Linked DNA regions of Mus musculus: region 2 is linked to region 1. Evidence: chromatin contacts called from public HiChIP or PLAC-seq data. All regions are on one chromosome and are shown on one strand. Each heading gives the region's core, a stretch centred on a gene start, on an enhancer-like site or on the middle of the called end of the contact. The rest is flanking DNA. Distances are from core to core; before and after follow the strand shown. Region 1 holds the start of Bex2 (brain expressed X-linked 2). Region 2 holds the start of 5730412P04Rik (RIKEN cDNA 5730412P04 gene).

What was found. HiChIP or PLAC-seq counts read pairs in DNA pulled down with a chosen protein or histone mark.
Region 2: a contact with region 1 is called in an H3K27ac HiChIP or PLAC-seq map of neural progenitor cells, with 5 times the contacts expected there. The contact joins the promoter of 5730412P04Rik here to the promoter of Bex2 in region 1. A contact is called at or near these places in 11 of 39 promoter capture datasets (3T3-L1-derived adipocytes, cranial neural crest, embryonic stem cells and 7 more), 2 of 15 datasets of contacts at CTCF or cohesin (CD8 T cells and the NIH/3T3 cell line), 60 of 484 Hi-C or Micro-C datasets (the AML12 cell line, the AtT-20 cell line, ECoMG myeloid progenitors and 33 more), 17 of 115 datasets of contacts at active chromatin or transcription factors (SST interneurons, a beta-TC-6 cell line, bone marrow-derived dendritic cells and 7 more) and 2 of 9 other capture datasets (embryonic stem cells and pancreatic islet).

What each region holds. Positions count from the first base shown.
Region 1 is chrX:136,066,009-136,069,534 of GRCm38.p6, reverse strand. It overlaps Bex2 (brain expressed X-linked 2), which reads left to right and starts at 1,299. Exons shown (of 3, transcript NM_009749.2): 1 at 1,299-1,484; 2 at 1,863-1,935; 3 at 2,328-2,970. The coding sequence starts at 2,333. The coding sequence ends at 2,722.
Region 2 is chrX:136,103,088-136,106,788 of GRCm38.p6, reverse strand. 5730412P04Rik (RIKEN cDNA 5730412P04 gene) reads right to left here and starts at 2,186. Exons shown (of 7, transcript NR_045424.1): 1 at 1,919-2,186; 2 at 1,010-1,100. It also overlaps a transcript of Nxf3 not described here.

The sequences.
Region 1 (3,526 bases), core at 50-2,549:
CCCTTCTGTAATTTACATAGGATCTAAAAAATGTAGGATATTTTTGTGGCTTCTAATATGAGAGCAGACCTCTAATCAATGCTAAAAAGAACTGGGGGGGGGGGTTCTGGAAGAATTGCACAAGAGGAAGCAACGGTGATTGGTTTCTCCATGTGGTTTTGAAGAATACAACAGGAACCTGGATGGAGGAAATGAGGGCCTCTGGAATTTGGTGTTAAGGAAACCAATGCCTTCCTAATCTCACTCTCTCTCTTTTATAAAAAAAAAAACAGGTACCAGTTCTGATTTTATTTCACCATACTAACATACACGGCACTTGAGAATGAGAAATGCACAAGTGAACCATTCAACAGCTTGCCTTTTACTCAAGGACACGATATTCATATTAAACATACAGTCTTCCCACTCTGACTTTTTTTCAGAGCAGGGATGATAACATCTTTGGTCTGTCAACCCTCAAAGCTTTCTCCCTTTGCTTAGGTCCTTAAAGCTATCCACAGTGATAGCCAGGAACTTTCAGTTGCTAACAAAAGTCTTTCTACAGTTAAAGACTGATGGTAATTACAGGGTAAGACGGAACAGAATTATTAATACTTGGTATTGGCTCCTAAAGGGGAAAAGATTGCTTACAACAAATTATTATGCTCTAACAACTGGACTTGTTTCTTAAGATTCATTAAACTGATTTTAAATACACACATTTTTCAAAGAGATCCTGTTTTTAACGTTTTCCAGGAAAAAATTTAAACAAACTATTGATGATCAGAGTAAATCTATTGAGTCGAGCACAGAGCACAGGAGAACATTTTTTTTCATGTTTGTTTGTTTAGTTTTTACTTTGCCAGTTTTAAACATTTTGTTCAAAACAAATCTTCTACTTTTCAAAATTTGAGCCGTGAAAAACTGTTCTGAAATAGGGACTCATTCTATGGCCCAAACTGATTTGAAACTCACTGTGTAATCTATATGGGTTCCAATCCATGGTGAATTTCCTACTCCAGCCAGGATTTCAAGAGTGGGCCACTAGTTCTGGCTCAGACCTATTAACATTTAAAAAGAAAATAAAGAGAAATTAATAGAAGGGATTTATACAGATGGAAAGAGAGAAAACGGACTTCCAGGATGAGGGTGTGGTGTTGCTGAACCAAGGAGCATGGTGCAGACCCTCCCTGGTAACAGGGAAGGGAGATGTCCAACCTCCTGATGGTGATGCCACTTGTGGTTCCTCAGATTGGTGAGGATCCGGATGAGTGACGGGTGGGGCCCGAGGTGAGCACTGGCGGCGGGGAGGCGGGGGCGGGGCCTCCTGTCGCACCGGCCTCCCGAACAGGGGGAGCGGGCTTGGCAGTGACGCAGGGCCCTCACGTGACCCGGGGCTGCAGAGCGACGCAGCCTTGGGTGCAGTCGTCACGAGCGTCTGGCCAGCAGCTCGGAGCTCCTCTGCGCGCGGCGGGCTGGCAGCGGGCCCGAGGCGAGCGGGACAGGTAAGGGGCCTGCACGCCGCGGCCCTGCGGGCGACAGCCTCGCGACGGGCGGGCGCGCACCGCGGCTTTGTGCACCGCGCGGGGAACCCCGGCTGCGCCCGGGAAGGGACGCCCGGGCTCAGGGGCGGGGACGGCGCGGGGGTCCCGGGAGAGGGGCGGCTGGGCGGGCCCGCAGCGGAGAGCGCTAGAGCGAGCCCCGGAGAGCGGGGACGGGGACGGGGACGGGGATGGGGACGGGGACGGGGATGGGGACGGGGATGGGGACGGGGCTGCTAGAGATCGTGGGCGGCCCTGTAGGGGGATGGGCGGTGGGTCCGAGGAAGGCGGGTGCGGTGCTGAGCTCGGCGCCCAGTCCTTCCCATCCCACCCTGTCTGCAGATTGACTGGAAACCGAGAGTCCAGGCGGCAGCGGGAATTGACAGGAGGACTACGCCGCAAGGGATAGGCCCAGGTTGGTTCAGTGGCGGTGGGGGTGGGGTGGGGAGACTGAACGGGGATGGATGGGCGTTAGTCCCCTCATATCCCCCTCATCCATCCCTTCCCACCTACTATCCCACACCCCTCATTCTACCTCCCAGCTCCCCTTCCACCACCCACCATTCCCACAGTTCCATCCTCCATTTTGATGCCTGCAAAAGCTTTGGAAACAGATCTGCAGGGAAAATGGTGGGTTGTGGGGAGGGAGGGTCTGGGACTGGGGGCCCCCTAGAGGGCGTGTTGAGCCTTTCAGGTAGAAAAAATAAAATTTGAAAAACAAACATATGGACATCCAAGATTGTGAATGGTGGCAAATGGGCCTCTGTCCTCGGTGCTGAATCTTTGAACATTTCTCTTGTCTTCTAGGAGAAATGGAGTCCAAAGTGGAACAAGGCGTGAAAAATCTCAACATGGAGAATGACCATCAGGAAAAGGAGGAAAAGGAAGAAAAGCCACAGGATGCTAGCAAAAGGGATCCGATTGTGGCCCTGCCTTTCGAAGCTGGAGACTACTACGTGCCTAGAGGAGGTCGCAGGCGGTTCCGGGTTCGGCAGCCCATCGTGCACTACAGATGGGACCTGATGCATAGGGTTGGGGAGCCCCAGGGAAGGATGAGAGAGGAGAACGTACAGAGGTTTGGGGATGATGTGAGACAGCTCATGGAGAAGCTGAGGGAAAGGCAGCTGAGCCACAGCCTGCGGGCGGTTAGCACTGACCCGCCTCATCATGACCACCATGATGAGTTTTGCCTTATGCCCTGAGTCCTGAGCTTTTCTCTGAAGATGACATGGGGACCCCTGCTTTCAAAACTTACATGTTTGTGATGTACTGTTGTAATATTTCTGGTGTCACTTGTTTCCCCATGGGGCTCCAACTTCTGCCAGCTTCTAATTGAAACTTGTGTTTTCGACTCAGTCTTACATTTCTTTTTTTGTTAGCAGAATTTATCTATTGCATGGGAAGATGCTCAGTATATATTGTGAACCTAATAAAGCAGATTTAAAAGGCTATCTTAGTAGTTCTTTAAAGGCTACATATACACACGTGTATATATGCTATATATGCCATACACAAAGGGAAAAGTGATGGAATGAAATTGTCACGTGATTACTGCTGGGCCTCATTCTCTGGAACTCAGGCAGATAACATAGGGAACATTTTAATAACTCGGGGCCCCTGTTTGGTTTTGGTTAAGCACACTTCCCCATGGTGTAATAATACACTTTTCATCTTATTCCTTTCACCTGTGTGCAGTATACACACAGCCCTCCTGATACAAGGGAGCTAGAGATCCCAGATCCCGTTCAATCCCTCACCTGAGGCTTTGCTTCTGTGTCATGGTGCACAGACTCTCATATCCAAACAAAGAACAGTGTGTTTTCCCGTCCCTCCCCTGGTAACGATCACCTTTACATTGTTTCTGTTCAATGAATTCCCAAGGTGTCTGGGTATGGAGAATAGCGGGTTGATCTGTCTGGCTTGACTTGTCTTGGGTACATGTGTAGTAAGGCAAACATTTGTCCTGTAGTAAGGTTTTATCAATAATCCCTTATTTACCATTATAT
Region 2 (3,701 bases), core at 937-3,436, 36 kb before region 1:
GCATTCACATGAGAAAAAAATGAGGAAAAACTGTGTGCAAACACCCGGTGCCCAGTGCCATAGCTTCCAGATGGGAGACATGTTTACACAGCAGGATTCAGGGTAAAAGCTGAGTCCTGGCTTCGTTCAGAATAACATTCCAAGATTCATTAAAACAGGAATTAAAGAATGTCTGTGGGACTTTCCTTGTGCATCTAGAACAAATAGGAGAGAGGAAAATGTATACATGTCCACATGGTAATGCAAAACCAGACTGTATTCTACACAGGCTTTATCTCTCAAACAAGTAAGAGGCTTGCATGGCATCTAGGACACAGCTGTCAAACACTCTTCTGTTTACCAGGATGGTCAAGGTTCTAGACCCATAGGCTTAGATGAATATGATGAAAATGAAAGACAGACTTAGGCCTAGAGAAATGGAAAATGTTTCATGCTCAGTACACCAAGAGGCTATTTAAGACTATTTGAATTTGACACATCACAGCTGGGGGGGCAGTGATGATTTTTATAGTGTACAAATATCAACCAAAAGGCTGTGTTACACAGGAAGGATACATGCAATTTACCTAGAAAATAAAAAATAAAATCCAAAGTGAAATGACAACTGTTTTGGAATGTAAATTCTATATATTCTATTAGTGGTTCAAACAGTGTGAAAATCTGAAAACTATAAAAAGGCAGGCAAGTAGGTGAGTGGATAAAATCAATTGGGATGTTATGTACTGGCATACTGTATTACAATAAAAAGAACGATTCAGGCTGGAGGTAAAGGGTAGTGGCATAACATGTACCGAATAAGCTGAAGGCTCTGTGTTAACTTTTTTATCACTGCAAAGTTAATAAATAAGAAAATATAATTGTTATATGCAGTAGATAGGTAAATATAAAAATACTGTGAATAAAAAAGAACAGTTCAAAATGCCAAAATCTAACTAAAAGAATTTCCATGAATCTAGTTAAATAGGTTTCTGGTACATGAATGCTATAGCAACAGAAGTGCTGTACTTACAGAGGTCCAGGGCATTAGGAAGGTCAGAGAGGCTAGTACTACAGAGCAGGAAACCTCCTTTCCTGGGGATTAATGATGATAGTGTGGAGATCTGTGTAGTTTTAGAGAACATAGTTGGCTATTATTATAACAGACCAATATGTATGATTTTAATATTTTTGAAACTGCTTAATTTGAGTATCTGACATTTTGACCCCTTTAGTGAATACTTGATAAGTTCGTACTTTCATGAAAATCATTACAATTTTTTTTTTTTAAAATGGGAGGCTGGTGAGGTGGCTCATCCAGTAATGGTGCTTGCTGTCAAGCTGGAATGCCTGAGATCAGTTCCAGGTCCCTGTCCCTGCCCCATACAAATACATGTAATAAAAATATGAAAAGATGGTACCATAGAATAATACATATCAAAATCTCAAACATGCAAACAATGACATAGCTCAATAACTAACCTGAGATCATTGACTATTGTTCAAGTAGGTGTTGACTACTGATCAAGTAGGTGTCCTGAACCTTATGAGTGAGAAAATATGATACCCAGTTCATAGCATGGGGAAGCTGGACTGAGAACAGAACTATTTCCTGCCCCATCTTCCAAGGTACTATCTACCTGGAAATGGAAACTGAGGCCATGACAACCTGGAATAGGACAACACATTATCTGGGGGTCAAGAGGTTACTACCTCTCTTAGGAGACAATGCATGGCCAAGTCCTAAAACAGAAACCAGTTGACTTGATTCTGAAATCCTTTAGTCTTTCAACTATTAAGGATGTTCAGCCACTACCATGGGGCATCCATACCTTCAGCTGAGCCCAAACATCTGCCTTTCTTGCCGCATTACATAGATCTCCATTAAAAATCACATTGGTTGCTATAACGACATCAGGTTTCTATGGCAACTGTGACTCACCGGATGTTTTAGAAAATGTAATTGTCTCTTTGTAGCCCTCCCTTCTGTGCCCCTGCATTTCTCAGAACAAATCAAATCAAAACAAAACAAAACTGCAAAACTAAACTAAACTAAAATACTGACTCCTTCCAACCCACATGAAAACACATATTCATTTGAGATGTTGAGATGGGAAGCCGATAATTAGCCAAAGAAGCCCAACAGGTTAACTAAGCATTTTCCTGTAACTGGGATCCTGCTGTTCTCGCCAGATCACCTTGGTCTTCATGAAATGTTCTGGTTGTCATGGTTTCTTTGATTCACTCGTTACTGTGGTAACCGTGATGCACAGGCTTATTCTCACACAACTCTCCTCTTCTCCTTTTCATGCTGCCTGCCCCCCCCCCATCCTGTTTGAAAGCAAAATAAAATGTCTTTGCTTTGTTGGCAACCACATGAGAAGCATAACCAGAAGGTCTAGCTGGAGAAGCAGGCAGCTGAGAGACTACCCTGCAAAACAGAATGCTCCTTTTTTGAGGAATTTTGTTTGCTATAAAAGTGACCTTAACAAGCACTATCTGTTCACATCTACTCAGGAATATTTTCTGGGACTCTTGGAGATGAGGTAGCTCTTGAGTGGGTGGAGCTGTGCATATAAGACATACAGTCCACATTGTATAGTTTGATATGTGTGACTGAACACCAAGGGACTGCTTCTAATCTTTGAACTACATGAACTAGAAATATTTTTTAAAAGTCATTTGTGAAATAGAATGATTTTAAGAAGGGTTGGAAAATTATACTTATTTCACATGCTGAAATTTAACTATCCATCTGAACCATATTGAATGATCCCTATAGCAATACTCACACTCTTAAATTGCCATCCAATGAGTATGTCAGAGGTATTTTCAGAACACTCCCCATAATCTGGAATTGTAAAAAACCGAATGTTACATCCATAGGATGGAATTGTGCGAGGTAGTAAATACTATCACAAGAGATCAGACTAGCAATCAATGGTTCACATTATTTCTAGTGTGTAGAGAAATAGACACTTTCAAATAACATTTTAACAATTTTATTAACACTAGTATTAATTAACACTAGTATTAATTAACACTAGTATTAATATTTTGCATGTATTGTGCTAATAAATGTTTCATGGTTTTGAAAGAACATTTAAAAATGATTGTAAAGAAATTATTATAAATATATTTTTATTTGTAAATATATGGGGAATTGTACTAAACTTCAGTGATATTGTTAAAGAGGACAATAATTATTTTAAAATATATTTTTTATGTATATCAGTGTTTTGGTGACATGTATGTGTAGCTGTCCAGCAGACACGGAGAACTGGGTTACCTGAAAGGGGGGCTGGAAATGAAAAAGACAAAGTGCGAGAGAAGGATGAAGCCAAGACAAAAGTTTCTGATCGAGCCTCAAAGTTTAATATTCAGCACTGTATTTATATAGGGAGAGCCCACAGACCCCATCCTTTGTTTGAGCTGGATTATGTTGCAAAGTAAGCTCAGCAGGCAGTCTGCTCCTGTGGGAAATTACAAATGCAGCAAGACCAGAGACTTCAGCTAGGTTGTAAAACTATTGTGGGTCTGTTTAGCCTACTCAAGGCTGGGGAAAAGGCACATGTATGTATGTACACTACATGTGTATCTGGTATCCTTGGAGGTCAGAAGAGCATGTTGGATGCCCTGGAAATGGCGTAATGGACAGTTGTGAACTAATGTGTGTGCTAAGAACCAAGCCTGGTGCTCTGCATGAACAGTACGTGCTTTTAACC